Regions from separate parts of the Mus musculus genome. Here all the other regions are linked to region 1. Evidence: chromatin contacts called from public HiCAR-type and promoter capture Hi-C data. All regions are on one chromosome and are shown on one strand. The core of a region is the stretch at or near the end of the contact, and the rest is flanking DNA. Distances in the headings are between cores, read along the strand shown.

Region 1 (2,884 bases), core at 196-2,695:
ACGTTTCCTTCGGATCTTAGTCAGTACTTATTTGGTAGATTTATCAAGTGAAAACAAACATATGTTTGTCTGAAATAAATTAATTTTCAGTTTTACACGCATTTTTTTTTACTTTCATTCTCAGACAATAAACATGTTTTACAGTGACATACTTTTTTTTTTTAATTTGCACACGAGCTACACCAGCAGGGGGCGAAATACAAAAGGAATAAATTTGACAAGCCATATAGATTTTTCTCACTTCAGTGACTGGCCAATAACAAAAATATTCAGCATAACCACAAAGCAGCAATGCAGTCTCTGTTATCTTGCAATGACTGAATTGTGAGGAGACAAATGAGGGTCTATTTTAGTTCTTCAAGTTAATTTGTCTAGAACATTGCAGAGGCAGGATAAACCATGATGAATTGCTATTGTCCTTATCTTTTTCAACGTGTGTAATTCCTCCAGTCAAAGGGCTAGACAGTTCTCTGAGATGACGGGTGTTTTCAGTCCTTGTTCCTTTCGGTTACTGCTGAGCTTTGCGGTTTGGGAACTATTTTAAATAATTCAGCGTGGGCAGAAAGAGAACCCGGCAGGGCTCAGGGTTTGTAGGGTAGAGTCCAGGGTTCACCGTCTGAGACAGGAATAAAAATCCTGCAGCTTTGTCTGAGTTTTACAGTGGAATGGTTTCTAACAGAGTCATAATAAAGGACGGGGAGATGTTATTAAAAAAAGACCAATTGCTCAGGAACCGATGGAAACAAAAACCTCTTATGACCTCTATTGTATAGAATCGCTCAAATGCACAAGTTGATTGGAAAGATGTATGAAAATGATCATCTTCTCCAAACACCAACACAATTCTGGACTGATTTTTGTAGAAGACCATTTGTTAGTTTGCCTGCTGACTTCTCGTCTTAAGTAGGACAATCACTTCTCGTTTGTTAAATAACAGCTTCCTCTTTTGTTGGCTTACATAAAAAGGGAAGGGAATGAAAGTCTTTTATTCCGGGCAAAAAGGACAAGCTGCTGAATGTTGTCCAGCCGGTTTTTCAGCAGAGATCTGGTTCCGTATTTCCATACGTCTGCAGTTTTATTCCAAGGCGGAACTTAACCCTCTCCCCGGCTCATCGGGAAAGTACTGGGCGGAGAGAAGCTCAGGTCTGTGGCCCGGAGCGCTGCCTCAGAGGGTCGGGAGGGGAGGGAGGACGTCCCCAGCCCACACTTCAGTGAGTACGGAAAAAAGACCGTTTGCCCGCAACCAAAATGGCGAACGTCGTTCCACACGACGGCGCCTGCGCAGAAGTAAGAAGTCTGTGACACTAATTCCCCTGGAGTGTCCTCCCCCACCCCGGCACCCACCAGCGCCCGGCCCCGACCTAGCCACCTGCGCCCGGAAGTGACGTATGGACAGCAGCGGTTCCCCGCTGCATGATGGGAGAGTGTGTGGAGTGGGCGGGGGTCTCCGCGGAGGAGGAGGAGGCGGAGGCGGCGGCGGCGGCGGAAGAGGGCGGAGGGTAGTGGGATGGGGGTCCCGCGGCAGCGCTGAAACTCCGGGTGGGCGTCCATGGCGCCGCGCCGCTGACAGGGCTGGGAACAGCTCCCCTTCCGCCCTCACCAGCTCAGCGTCCGAGTAACCGGTCCTTCCCCGGGGAGCCAGTTCCTCCCCGGGCCGCCGAGCCATGCCCATCGCGGCCGCCCGGGACGAGCCAGGTGAGTGCTGCCGCCGCGCTCCCGGGGTGCGGAGGACCCGGCCCGGCTAGTCGCCCCGGCCTGGAGCGCCTGCCCGCGTCGGCCCGCGTGCGGGCCTGCGAGCTCCGGCGCGGGCTCTGCTCTTCTCCGCGGGTGCGGAACGCCGCTGGCAGCGCCCGAAGCCGAGTGGCACGGCGCTCGGCATCCCAGGCTCGGCCGAGGAGAGCCAGCCGTGCCCTCCCGGCCGCCGTGGCCCGCCCTGCCTCTCGCCGTCCACCCGCCCCGAGCTGCGCGCCGGGGTTCCCTCCCGGCCGCTGTGTAGAAGTTTGGGGCTCCGCTCCGGCGTCCTCCTGCTCCCACCTCCCTCGTGACAGGTGTAAACACTGTCTGCCTCGCGGAGGCCCGAGGCCGGCTGCTGCAGGACTGTGCCGCCTCGAAGGGTCTCTGAATGCTCCAACGGACAGAGACGGCCCAGAGCTGTGTCCCTTGCGGAGAGGACCTTTTAGGCACTCCTCAGGAAATTATCTGTGTCTTCTCCCTCCTTGCGTCCGAAAGTTGAGCCATTATTCTTTAAGCTCCCGACGTGGCAGGTGCTGCCGGGGACAGAGGGTGAACGGTGGTGGGTTCTTTTTCCCTTTGGAAACGGAGACTAGTTGTGCTTCCTACCGCCCCCACCTTGTTGGTTTATTCAAGTTATAGCGTGATGTCCCTCTGAATCTGAATCTGTTGCGGTTGAGGAAAGAACTGACTCATACATGTAAATATTAACGGGGAGGGGGCAGGGAGCGTCAAAGGAGCGTTGGTTCTGTTTCAGAGTTCTTACTAAAAGAAGTAAAACTTTACTCAAACTTCAGGGCATAAATATCTTTCACGAGGTGTTTTTTTTGCGGGGGGGGGATAGTGGTGGGGATAGGAACTTTGGAAAGGTTCAAATCAGATTTTACATTTGTTGAACTATTAGAGAAATATATACTAAACTCTAGGGGGAACTCTGCTTCAACTCTAATGCGTTGATATAAGCAGCCTAGTTTACCATATTTTATAAGTTTCTAAACGTTGGCATTTGTAGGGATCATTTTTAACACTCTCCAGAAGTGTATTTGTTAAAACAAAGTACCTATGGTAGCCATATACATGGATATCTCTCACACGAATAGCAAGTTAGATCCAGCATTGTAATTTCTAGATCAGTAAATAGCACTTACTAGAT
Region 2 (2,884 bases), core at 186-2,685, 2.5 Mb before region 1:
GCAGCATGTCCTCTGAGTGATCCGAGGTCCCGCCTCGGCGAGTATTCAGTGCATCCTCTACCACCACTTCCTCTCCTACACCGCAAACTCAAGAAACCAGAAGGAGGAGCAGGGAGGGCATCATTCACTGTCCACGGCCAGCAGTACACGGTTTCACCAAGACATATATGCCCCGGGCGAAAACAACCTACAACACGGAACCCCAACTGCAGGCCCCCGAAAAAAAGAAATTAACTCCTCTTTCCTACTTCTTGTTATACACACACTCACAAAACCAACAACAACAAAAATCACCCACAAGGCTTTCGAGTTTCTTCACATAAGAAGGGACTCGGTAGCCCCTCCCTCCCCCATCCCAAGCTCTCCACCGAGGGGGCCACGTGATGCAGGCGGACGTTTCAATGCTGCTGCACTAAATATTTCTGGAAACTTCCACTCCTAATAATTTACAGAGACGTTCCCGAAATCACCCCCGACTCTCCCCAGCCCTTTGGACTGGGGAAGCCCTTCCACCCACGCGCAGGGGCTCAGCCTCACTACCACGCTCCTCGCCTTCCTCCACCGCCACCCGCACACGAAGATGACCCAGCAAGCGCTCCCCTCCCGCGGCCGCCTCCCCACCTCCATCACCGAGCGACAGAAGCGCTTCCATTCAATCTCAGGCTCCGCCGAGGGCCCCGCGCCCGCCGCCCGCCTCGCCTCATGCCCGCCGCGCCGCCGCCGCCCGACCCTCGGCCCCGAGCACACGACCGACTTACCCAGAAATTCAACCAACTGCTTCTTCCTTCCTTGTCCGGGCTTGGGGCGAGGGAAGGTGGGGAGGAGGGAGAGGGGAGGAAATCAAGGTGGGTTTCACAGTTTTCCCACCTTAAACAAAAAAGAAATTAAAAAGCAGAGAAGGGCAAAAAAAAAAAAAAAAGCTCAGTATTTACTATTCTAGGGACAACTCCACCCAACACACACTCACGCACACACACGCGCGCACGCACACACACGCGCCCCACCAAAAAGGGGAATTAATCCGAGAAATAAATGCTCCCGCCCGGCTGGGGAGGGAAGGAAGGGGGAGGGGAGCGGGCCAGTCCGTGAGACAGAGCCCAGGACCCTCCAGCCACAGGCGGCGGCGGGAGCAGCAGCGCGAGTCCGTACGGCCGGGGCCGCTCTGCCGCCAGTTGCAGTCCGGCTCCCCCTACCACACAGGGCTCCCTCGCTCACGCCGCTCCGGCGCCGGGCCCCCCCACCCGAGCTAGCCTAAACTTTCCCCCCTTCGCGTGCTCCTCAGCGACTGGTGCCTCCCCCCTCCCCCTCGGGATGGTTGCACGACTGCTGCAGCAAAGGCTGGAACAGGCACGGCCGCCGGGGCTGTAGCTACTGTTGCTCTTGCTGATGCTGAAGCTCCCGCTGCTCCTGCCGCGGCCGCTGCAGCCGCTTCTCCCCCTCCTCCTAGTGCCTCAAACTCGGAACCGGTTGAAACCGGTTCAGACTGGGAGATTCCATCTCGGTTGAGTTTTCAGCCCATGGCGCCGCGGAGCGTTTGGAACCTGGGCCTCCGCCCCCAGGCCGCGCGCCCATTGGTCGGCCCCGGCCACAGCCGCGCCATCAGCCTACCTCTTATTGGTCGGAGCGCCCGTCAATCCCACCTCAAGGCTCCACACGAGCCTGCCGCTTAGGCCCCCGCCTCTTTCCAGCAGTGATTTGCCCGCAGAGTGGGGGAGGGGAGGCGGGGCGGGACGCAAAGGAGTGAGGGGGGGGTGGAGGAAGAGAAGGTGGGACGTCGAACAGAGCCCAGCAAAGAGGAGAGCGGAGAAGCCTCACAGAGGATTGGCTTGAGTGAGCTGTCAGTCAAGTGCAGCCCGCCTTCTACATCCCTTTCCCCTCGAGTGGCTCCCCCTCTCGGTCCCTCGCTTGTAAGCCCGGCCTTTCCGGCTCGCCCATTGGCTGGGCGCCTTTGGTGACGGAGAGGGTGGGGTTCGCCCGTGAGCAGAAGGCAGCGCGGGTTTGAGCGCCGCGCGCGTTGCTCGTCTTTCTGCTTTCCCCCCCTCCCCGTTCCCTGGCGGCCCGCCCCCTCGAGCTCCCGCCAACCTCAGGGGCCTCGTCCTGGGGCCCCAGCATCCGCCCTTAGGATGGGGTCTGTGCTCGGAAAAGGGAGGGCACACCCTGTTTCTACATGGAAATAGACGGCCGCGAAGGACCGAAAAGAACACATAGGTGCCGGATGGTAGGCCCTGGGCCTTGGATCCGTTGTAGAGGCCTGGGTTTGGGCACCGCATGGGAACGTGAATAGCACGGGCCGAGGTTGGCATAAACGGGCGTGCAGTTTGGGCGCCTGGAAACGGTTGTCTAGTTAGTTATTGGACGAGCCTCCTTAAAAATTTAACTCTCTACCGGGCAGAGGTGGCGCATGCCCTTAATCCCAGCACTTGGAAGGCAGAGACAGGGATTTCTGAGTTCGAGGCCAGCCTGGTCTACAGAGTGAGCTCGAGGACAGCCAGGGCTACACAGAGAAACCCTGTCTCGAAAAAAAACAACAACAAAAAATTAACTCTCCCCAGACTGCTTCAACAAGAAGTTATTTCTAAAAATTAGTCCTAACACATTGAAAATCCTGTTGCTAACTTAACAATGCGTATAGACAGATTTTGTGCCAACTTCTTTTAACTTGGTGCGTGCCCTTATTATGCCACGCCCCTAGGTTAACCCATGGCTCCCAAGTGCCAGGTCAGTTTTGCTGATTAGGGTTGCTTAAAACAACCAGCAGTTGGGTGGTGGTGACAGAGGCAGAGGCAGGCAGATCTCTTGAATTCAAACAAGCCTGGACTACAGAGCAAGCTCCAGGACAGCCAGAACTACAAAGAGAACCCTATCTGGGGGAAAAACAGCCAGC
Region 3 (2,884 bases), core at 202-2,701, 2.2 Mb before region 1:
ACACAGTTCTATGGGATCCAATGCCTTCTGGTGTACAAATATACATACAGACAAAACACCCATATACATAAATTAATAACTAAATCCACATAACCTGTGTTTTCACAATAATAGAAACCCTAGCTAAGATGGTTGCCTGAAGTAAACTCATTTCTTAATAGAGTGTACACTCTCTTGGTCACTCATCTGACTCTAGAATTCATCTTTCAACATCCCAATGACTCCACTACCACAAACGTAATTAATGAACTCAATAAACTTCCAGGTGTCAGGTATTCACTCCAAACTTCCAAAAGACTCTCACATGGAGCACCTGGTCAGCTTGGCGTCTCCAACTCCTTAAGGCCCATCCTGCGCACACACCTCACAGCACCAACACATTCCAGTCACCTGGACTGGTGACTGCAGTACTTGTCAGGTTTACTTCATACACTTTCACATTTAATCCTCCCAGCAACCCTGCAAATCAACTGTCACCTCACCCAACTTACAGCTGCACTGCGAAGTCAAGAGTTTCTTGGATCCTAGGACCTTCAGAAGATAAAACAACACCCCGTCCACTTCCCAAATCATGCATCTTTGTCTCCAACCCAAATAAACCCTGGCAGTATCTCTTAAGGCTTTGTTGCTTTAGACGTCAGACGCGTCAAATAGCACATACTGAGAATAAAACTCGGCCTGTCTGGTTTTCACCACGTGCTTTTACAACCCTATGTCGCCCACCTGCCAGTTTAAGGGAATTTATAGTGACTATCCGATTAGTACTACGGAGCCAAAGAACGTTCATAAGTTAAATGAACTTTTTTTGAAAATGTTGAAAAAGTAAAATGAATTTTATTTGAAAGCTCAAAATACTGTGTCGTCTACCACTAGGTTTGATAAACAGCCAAGCTTTAGTTCTTAAGAGTCAGATCTCAAGGATCATTGCTTTCAGTATTTTAAACGGCTGTCTGCGCCAATGTGACCAACACCGCCCATGCCTGCAGGAGACGAACTAAGGAGCTCGGCGTCCCACAATGGGGCGTGTCCGAGGCCTCCACGCTCCGAGTGCTTAGCAGAAAGCTGCAAACGAGACCACCTTGAAGGAACACAACCCACCCAGGGCCAAGGTCACAGCGAGGCTGGGCCGTTCCGCCGGAGGCGGGCCGGCGACCGGGTGATACCTTTGGCCGCGGAAATATTGCTGAAGCGGATCTGGGCTGGCTTGTCGCGGTCCTGGTAGGCGCTTTTCCCGCGGCTGCCGGGCCCGGCGGTGGGCGCCCCGCTTCGGGAAGCTACGTTCTCCGGCATGGCGACCTTGGTGGCGTCTGCGCGGGTTCAGGAGGACGGATGGACACGGATTCCGGCTTGCTGTGGAGTAACGGTCTCCCTGACCGCCTCCTCCACGAACCTTCCAGAAAGCGACGCCGGGAGAGAAGGCGGAAGCCGAGCAAGGGGCCTGCTGGAGAGCCGGCGCGGGTGTGACGTCAGGGGCTGTCTGCCGCACGCCGGCTGCGCAGCTTGCGCGCGGAGATGTGGCTACGGACTGTCCACCCCTCCCTGTGCCTGAGATGGAGCGGGAGGTTTTATAGGCGTGGCTGTGGCCGTTCTAGATGGACCCGAGCCTTTAGCTTCTGCTAGTGCTGTTGAGGAAGCTGTGACAGCTCTGGCTTTGTTCCGGAGTGGGTGTGGTGCAACCGGCCTTTTACGGACATCCATGTCTAAATTCCAAATTCTATTCCTAGTTTATTCACTTTGTAAAGGTGTTGGAGGAGAGATGTGCCATGAATAGTTTCCTCCCTTTTGTATATATTTTGACTGCCTAGGGATTTAAATACACTAGTTAGACGGCACAGAATCGTAATAGTTGTGGGGCGGTGACTGCCTATCAAATCCAGTCTGCCTTCTAGTTAAGACCTCTTCCATAAACATAACCACTGACTCTTAGGGAACATAAACATTCTAATAACTGATTAATAGTTATCTGCTGAGCAAAGTGTGAAATCTTTACACTCTTTACCCCCCCCACCCCACCCCCACACTAATCCTCATAATCCCATGAAATAGGTGTCATCGTCTAGACTTAAAGGATGATGAAGCTAAAGCCCAAGGTCAACCAGTAAGGCAGTGGAAGCCAGTACAGAGCCAGGACTCTGTCCTTAGGTAAACTTCCAAGGTTTCTATAATCATGATCATTGACCACCAGAGTTTATATAGGTAATACTCATTCAGTGGTAGTTCACAGTTAATAATTGAGAGCCATAAGGTGCCAGATGCCTGCGGTAGGTTAACGAACAATTGTTTCATGGACTTAGTCCTGTAATTATGAGAAGCATTTACATTCATTCACTCTATTAAGACTAAGATGAACTTTTCAAGCCTCCCCTTGGGGGACACGTCTTTTTCAAAGACCAGTTTACCCCTCCCTCGAAGCACACAAATATTCTATGGTTGTTGAGACAGCTGACTTATATGAAGAGAACAGGTACTGGTACTGTGGTGATTTGAGATGTCTCCCCTAGTTTTAGACATTCAAATACTTGGTCCCCAGTGGGTAGCTCTGATTGGAGAAGCTTAGGAGGTGTAGCCTTGCTGGAGTAAGTATATCACTGGAGGCTGAGTTTGTTTCAAAAGCTACCAGCCAGTTTGTGCTCTGCTTCCTCTTCACAATATGAGATGTGAGCTCTCCCTTCTCCATGCCTACCTGTTGTGAAGCTTCCCTGCTGTGCTTCCCAGTGATCATGAAGTCCTAGAACCATAAAACCCCTCAAAACTCTTCCCTCTATAAATTGCCTTCCTTGTGGTTGTGGTGTGTTTTTTGTTTGTTTGTTTGTTTTTGTTATAAGGTTTCACTGTGTAGCTTTGACTGTCCTGAAACTAACTCTCTGTAGACCTCAAACTCCCA
Region 4 (2,884 bases), core at 141-2,640, 2.2 Mb before region 1:
GCAAGTTCTTCGTTAGCAGAAACATCATCGTCCTCCTCTGGTGGGGCTTCCAGAGCTCTCAGCCGAGCCATTTTCTGCCGACGTTTCTTGCGTTTCTCCTTCTTCATTGCCGCCTTGTATTGTTTTCGGCTGAGTTTCTCAGGAATCGCGGTCTGCCGTGATGCCATTTTACCGCAGAGCGGGGGGGGGGGGGGGGGGGGGGGGGGGGGGGGGGGGGGCTCTTCCCGGATCTCGCGATAATCTCTTTTTCTCACGCTGTGGATTGAAAATGTCGCCCGCTGCTAAGTTGTTCTGCTGTTTAATGTTCGTTACCTTCCTGGACAGCAACTTCAGGGTGGCACCATTCAGCCCAGTTGACTTTCCTTTCCACCAGCCTAGAAAGCTTGAACCAGCTGAGTCACCGGCGTGTTTGCGCAATGCAGCAACCAGTAGTTGAATGTGCGCATGCGCAGTCGAAGGCCAGTGTTTGCGTTGGAATGTGGGCTGTACCGCCTACCTGCGCAGTCACTCGGTTATCCGCAGTACGTAGGCCTGCCTGCGCAGTTATCCGGTTATCCGTGGTACTGCCAGCCTGCGCAATTACCCGGTTATCCAGTTACCCGTGATAAAGCCTATCCGTGCAGTTACCCGGTTGTCCGGTTATCCGTGGCACAGCCTGCCTGCGCAGTGACCCGATTATCCAGTTATCCCACGCAGTTACCCACTTATCCGTGGTAGGCCTGCGCAGTTACCCAGTTTTCGGAGGTACGGATGGTCTGCGCAGTTACCCGATTATCCAGTTATCCGCAGTACGGCCTGCCTGGGCAGTCACCCGGTTATCCGTTTATCCGCAGTACATAGGCCTGCCCATGCAGTTACCCGGCCGGGCCGGTATGGCCGGCTTGCGCAGTTATCCGTCTATCCAGTTATCCGTGGTATGGCCTGCCTGCGCAGTTACCCAATTATCTGTGGGGCGGCCGCAGTTACCAATTATCCGCGATTATCCGTGGTACAGCCAGCCTGCGCAGTTACCTGGCTATCCGCAGTACGGCCTGCCTGCGCAGTTACCCAGGTATCCGTGGTTATCTGTGGTACGGCCAGCCTATGCAGTTACTGGTTATGCATGGCACAGCTGGCCTGTGCAGTTACCCGGTTATCCGCTTTAAGGCCAGCCTCCGTGGCATGGCCGGCCTGCGCAGTTACCTGGTTATCCGTAGTATGATCAGCCTACGTAGTTACCCGGTTATCCATGGTACAGCTGGAACAGTGGTTATCTGCCTTACCGACCGGCCTGCGCAGTTGCGGGTGGTTATCTGCAGTACGGTCCGCCTGCGCAGTCATCCAGGTATCTGCAGTTATCCGCAGTATGTCTGATCTGCGCAGTTACCCTGTAATCTGCAGTTACGTCTTTACTCCGGGAAAGGCAGGCCTGCGCAGTACGATTTACTGCTTTTTTTGTCTCCGCCCCCTGCAGTGGGAGTGCTCCTGCAGTAAGAATGCTCAGCCCTGAGCCGGGGCAGGCTTGTCTCACTGCAGGGCACCCCTCCATGCCGGTGCTGGCAGCTCACCTTCCCGGGCTTGTTTATGTGGGTGCTGGGAATAGAAATTAAGTTCTTATATTTGTTTGTCAAGGGCTTTACCAGGTAAACCGTTTTTCTGGCTTCAGCTCCTCACTCTTGTGGAAAGTAAGGGGTTTTGGTTTTGTTGTTGTTTTGTTTTTTAAATATTGAATGTGGGCCTGGTGTGGTGTCGCACGCCTTTAATCCCAGCACTCGGGAGGCAAAGGCAGGCGGATTTCTGAGTTCGAGGCCAGCCTGGTCTACAGTGTGAGTTCCAGGACAGCCAGGGCTACACAGAGAAACCCTGTCTCGAAAAACCAAGGGAATAAAAAATTGAATGTGTTTTGTTTTTTGCAAACACATTCCTTTCATTTGTTCTGTAATGTAGTTTTGTGGGGTATTCACCAGAGAAGACTGCTCAGACAAGTGTTTAAGCCAAGAAAAAAATCTTTTATTTTTGTTTGTTTGTTTGTTTGTTTTTTCAGAGACAAGGGTTTTACTGTGTAGCTGTGGCTGTCCTGGAACTTGCTCTGTAGACTAGACTGGCCTTGCATCATGCTATGTTTAGGTATGATCCCCATAGGCTCTTATGCTTGCACAAGCCTATAGGGGCCAGGGAGTAGAATGTGATGGTTTGTATAGGGAGTGGCACTGTTAGAAGCTGTGGCCTTGCTGGAGTAAGTGTGTCATTGGCTTTAAGACCCACATCCTAGATGCCTGGAAGCTAGTCTTCTAGCAGCTTTCAGATGAAGATGTCAGACTCTCAGCTCTTCCTGCACCATGCCTGTGTGCTACCGTGTTCCTGCCTTGATGGTAATGGACTGAACCTCTGAATCTGTAAGCCAGCCCTAGTTAAATGTTGTCCTTTATAAGACTTGCCTTGGTCATGGTGTCTATTCACAGCAGTAAAACCCTAACTAAGAAGAAAGCTCTGCCTGCCTCTGTGTCACAAGAAAGAAGGTAGATACCTGTGTATAGCAAAAGTTATATTTTATGCTGAGGGTCATCATACAAGGTTCACACTTTAAATTTCTAAATATGGTCCTAAGTCTTTATCCCCAAGGTGCTCACCTGTGTGATGTATCTTAGCTGGAGGTCAGGTCCAGTCTTACAGAAGTCTCTGATTTGAGGGTCAGGATCCTGGGGAGACTGTCCAGCCACAGGGTTCATCTAGGAGGTATCACTCCAGATATGCAGAGCAGTCCGCATCATGGGGTTTATACCTGTATCAGGTTCTCTTGAGTGTGTGAAGTTGCTGGGTTCTGGGTATCAGACACAGTGTTGGCTGTAGTGGAGGTCCTGACTAAGCTATTTTTACATGTGTAAAGACTTTTAAAAAAATACTA
Region 5 (2,884 bases), core at 224-2,723, 2.1 Mb before region 1:
AAAATTCCTCAGAGTCAAGAAAAGCATACAATTTCTCTTCCTTTCTTGTTCAGAGTGACAGTGGTTAACAGTTTATGTGAACATATAAAAATCCAAGTTGTTGTTGTTGTTTGGGAACGTAGTGACAAACATAAGAACAGATCGGTCTGCAGATTGTCAATCTTAACATTTCCAGAACCACTGACTCAGAATTCCTTCTTGTGGATGACCGTACACACGTGGCTCTGCGCTCAACCCAAACAACTCGCACTTACTTCTTTCTGCGGCTGTAAGTAAGACTTCGTGGTCTTGGTCGAGCTGGCTGAAATTCAATCTCCAGCGCTCGAAAGTCAATGGCATCCCTTTGACTAACTCCATCTGACAGCCTTCTGAAAAAAAAAAAAAAAAAAAAAAAAAGCAAACAGGTGTAGAGTGTTAACTTCTCAGTGTGATTATCTCCAGAGGGTCGACCGAAGGCCTTAGCAATAAGAATGGAGGGGAGAGGAAGCAGCTTCCAAGCGCGTCCCAGGTTGTGGGGACCAGGCTCTAGGTTCGGTGTTGAGGGCGTGCCGACTCGGCCGGCCCACCCAGCTCTACAAACTAGAGCAACTTCTCCATCCGGTCTCCCCGGCTTTTTCCTGGGCCTCACCTTGGCACGTAGCGCTCTGGGGAGCCTGGGGAGGCGCTGGGTTGGGGGTGGGGGACCGTTCCGGGTCCCGCGTGATCCATGCTTGGGTGTGGTTGGTGCTCAGTCCAGCGGCATCACGGGGGTTCAGCGTTCAGATGTCTTGCTAAGCCCAACTTCTGAAGTCGCCGAGCGAACTCCGCACCCAGCGCCTCCCGCATCTTGCATTCTTGACTTCCTGAGACCCGAGTGGAACCACGTGGAGACCTCATCGTGTCTTTGATGGCTTCATAACCTGAAGGTCCGAAGAGGCCAGATAGGCACCACCCTCAGGCCTTGGGCATCTATCTAGGTGGCTGCCGCTACTATGTACGCTGAGAGCAAAGGTCAGGTGCACTTGGGTTTCCCTCTTCTCACCTCCCCTCGTGGATCCCGCTCACAAGCCACTCGGAGCCGTCTAGACTTAGCTACATGCCAGTGCTGGCTGGCAAATTCTCACCAAGCGCCACGCCCTGGTAGCTGAAGAGTTTACACTAGACCCTGGATCTCAGCAGGGTTTGGGACTCAAGTCTCAGCTGTTTTTCTGGGGGAGGCTACTTCCTGGCGGAGCGGGGGAGACTGTAATCTTTGGACACCGCGCGCTCCAGTGAAGCCTTAGGTTTTCTCAGTGCTACGAGGGGCGGAGAGCTCGGGAAGGGCCCGGGGGCGCAGTCCCAGCGGGACCTGGGCGCCAACTGGCGGGAGGGTTCGAGTTCGGCCTTTCCCAAACTTGGGCCACGGGGCGGGAGCGCGGCCTTCCCGGCGGTGACGCGCGCGGTGGCGCGGCGTGTGATTGGAGAATCGGGCGGGGGCGGGACCGAAGGGACGCGGCAGGGGGCGGCGGTGCCAGGAGCCGGGGCCGAGAGTAAGGCTCAGCGGCCGCCGCGGCAACAAGTGCTGGAGCTGAGGCGAGCCGGAGCCGCCCAGACCCCGCCGGGCCGCCCGTCCGCGCATTGCGCATGGAGCGAGAGCGGCGGCGGTCGCGGGGCTGAGCCGCAAGAGCGGCTGGGACGTGGATGCGGCCGCGGTCTTCCGCCCCGCCCCGCCGAGCTGGAGGTGTCCCTAGACAAGGTAGGGCCGGGTGGGTGGGCACCGGCCCTGCATCCCCGCCCCGCCGCGCTAGTTCCGGCCGGTGTGGGCGCCCCGCGCTCTCGCCGCTCTTCTGTGGCTCCTGCGTTGTCTGCGCATACGTTCCATCGGGTTCCCCTCACCGCTCCCAGTCTCACTTTCCTGGCCTCCGCACATCATTTCCCTGGCCTCCTCACCTCCCGGATATCCTCACCGGTCTCCGTTCTCCTGTCCGGCTTCCTCACCTCCTGGTCCTTCTCCCCTCCTTTACAGCCTCCTCACCTTCTCCCCAGTCTCCCGGCCTCCACCTCCTTCCTGACCTTCTCACCTGCTCGACCTCCGCTCTTCCTGCACCCACAGGGAGAGGGCAGCGACACCCTGAGCCGCGCTGTACCCCGCGCACGAGGTGCGGGCCTGGGCGGCGGGGGAGCGTCGCGGGCGGTGTTCTGCCCCGCCCGCGCACTGCGCTGGTCTAGGGTGCCGCAGGGGCAGATCAGGTGTTTGTGAGCCGCTGGCTGCCGCTTTTCACCCCCATCCGCTGGCACTGTTATCTTCGGGTCCCCAAAGACTGGTTTCTGTGAAACTTCAGGAGAACCTTTCGCGTTGACCTCTAAAAAATATTCCACGCCGCCCGCGTTGAATGATTAACTAGACTCAGGACTGCCTGGGGAGCTGGCCCTGCGACTGGCAGGTGGGCGCACCTGAGGGGCTGGGACCCTTCTGGGGACGTAACACCTAGCACCTGCTCAAATGCACTCGCCTAGGGTCCTCTGAGCTCCCGGGTCTTGTGTGGGAAGGAAGCTCTGAAGACTCCTCTCTAGTGTCATAGTGCGTGCGAGGTCATCTTGAAAAGTAATGCACACTTGGGTAACCTGGGCTGGCCCCATGTTCGCTCCTGCCCCAAATACAGGGTGGCTGGCCTTCGCTCCCCTGCCCACTGTGGTCTCCCAACTTGACTGCTTCAAACGATTAAACCTGTTCTTCTGCCCCCTCCGCTCCCCGCCAAGCCGTAGCTTTTTCCAGGTTTCGAAGCCAATGGGTGAAAATGGGCTTCGTGTTATTACAGGTTCTTCCAGGGTACTTCTTTGTGCCTCGGAAAGTGATGGGATGGTTAATGAGAGGGCCACTGGACCTGAGTGGAGCTAGGAGGGCGGGACCGGGGCCCAGCCGTAG

Evidence for each region. HiCAR-type assays count read pairs that join an accessible place to other places. Capture Hi-C pulls out chosen DNA fragments and counts their contacts.
Region 2: a HiCAR-type map of astrocytes shows a contact between it and region 1, with 5 times the contacts expected there. The contact joins the promoter of Xpo1 here to the promoter of Aftph in region 1. A contact is called at or near these places in 1 of 115 datasets of contacts at active chromatin or transcription factors (astrocytes) and 1 of 9 other capture datasets (liver).
Region 3: a contact with region 1 is called in a HiCAR-type map of astrocytes, with 5 times the contacts expected there. The contact joins the promoter of Cct4 here to the promoter of Aftph in region 1. A contact is called at or near these places in 5 of 39 promoter capture datasets (hippocampal neurons, liver, pre-B cells and 1 more), 1 of 484 Hi-C or Micro-C datasets (CD4 T cells), 2 of 115 datasets of contacts at active chromatin or transcription factors (astrocytes and embryonic forebrain) and 1 of 9 other capture datasets (liver).
Region 4: a contact with region 1 is called in a HiCAR-type map of astrocytes, with 4 times the contacts expected there. The contact joins the promoter of Zrsr1 here to the promoter of Aftph in region 1. A contact is called at or near these places in 3 of 39 promoter capture datasets (cranial neural crest, liver and pre-B cells), 1 of 484 Hi-C or Micro-C datasets (CD4 T cells) and 1 of 115 datasets of contacts at active chromatin or transcription factors (astrocytes).
Region 5: a promoter capture Hi-C map of adipose tissue shows a contact between it and region 1, with 3 times the contacts expected there. The contact joins the promoter of B3gnt2 here to the promoter of Aftph in region 1.

What each region holds. Positions count from the first base shown.
Region 1 is chr11:20,740,117-20,743,000 of GRCm38.p6, reverse strand. Aftph (aftiphilin) reads left to right here and starts at 1,445. Exons shown (of 10, transcript NM_001290545.1): 1 at 1,445-1,695. Gm46272 (predicted gene, 46272) reads right to left here and starts at 2,369. Exons shown (of 1, transcript NR_168691.1): 1 at 1-2,369.
Region 2 is chr11:23,254,592-23,257,475 of GRCm38.p6, reverse strand. It overlaps Xpo1 (exportin 1), which reads right to left and starts at 1,435. Exons shown (of 26, transcript NM_001035226.1): 1 at 1,316-1,435; 2 at 759-832.
Region 3 is chr11:22,989,160-22,992,043 of GRCm38.p6, reverse strand. Cct4 (chaperonin containing Tcp1, subunit 4 (delta)) reads right to left here and starts at 1,451. Exons shown (of 14, transcript NM_009837.1): 1 at 1,164-1,451. The coding sequence starts at 1,290.
Region 4 is chr11:22,970,511-22,973,394 of GRCm38.p6, reverse strand. It overlaps Zrsr1 (zinc finger (CCCH type), RNA binding motif and serine/arginine rich 1), which reads right to left and starts at 1,390. Exons shown (of 1, transcript NM_011663.3): 1 at 1-1,390. The coding sequence starts at 167. The region is part of intron 1 of Commd1 (COMM domain containing 1); the gene reads left to right.
Region 5 is chr11:22,858,324-22,861,207 of GRCm38.p6, reverse strand. B3gnt2 (UDP-GlcNAc:betaGal beta-1,3-N-acetylglucosaminyltransferase 2) reads left to right here and starts at 1,473. Exons shown (of 2, transcript NM_016888.5): 1 at 1,473-1,714.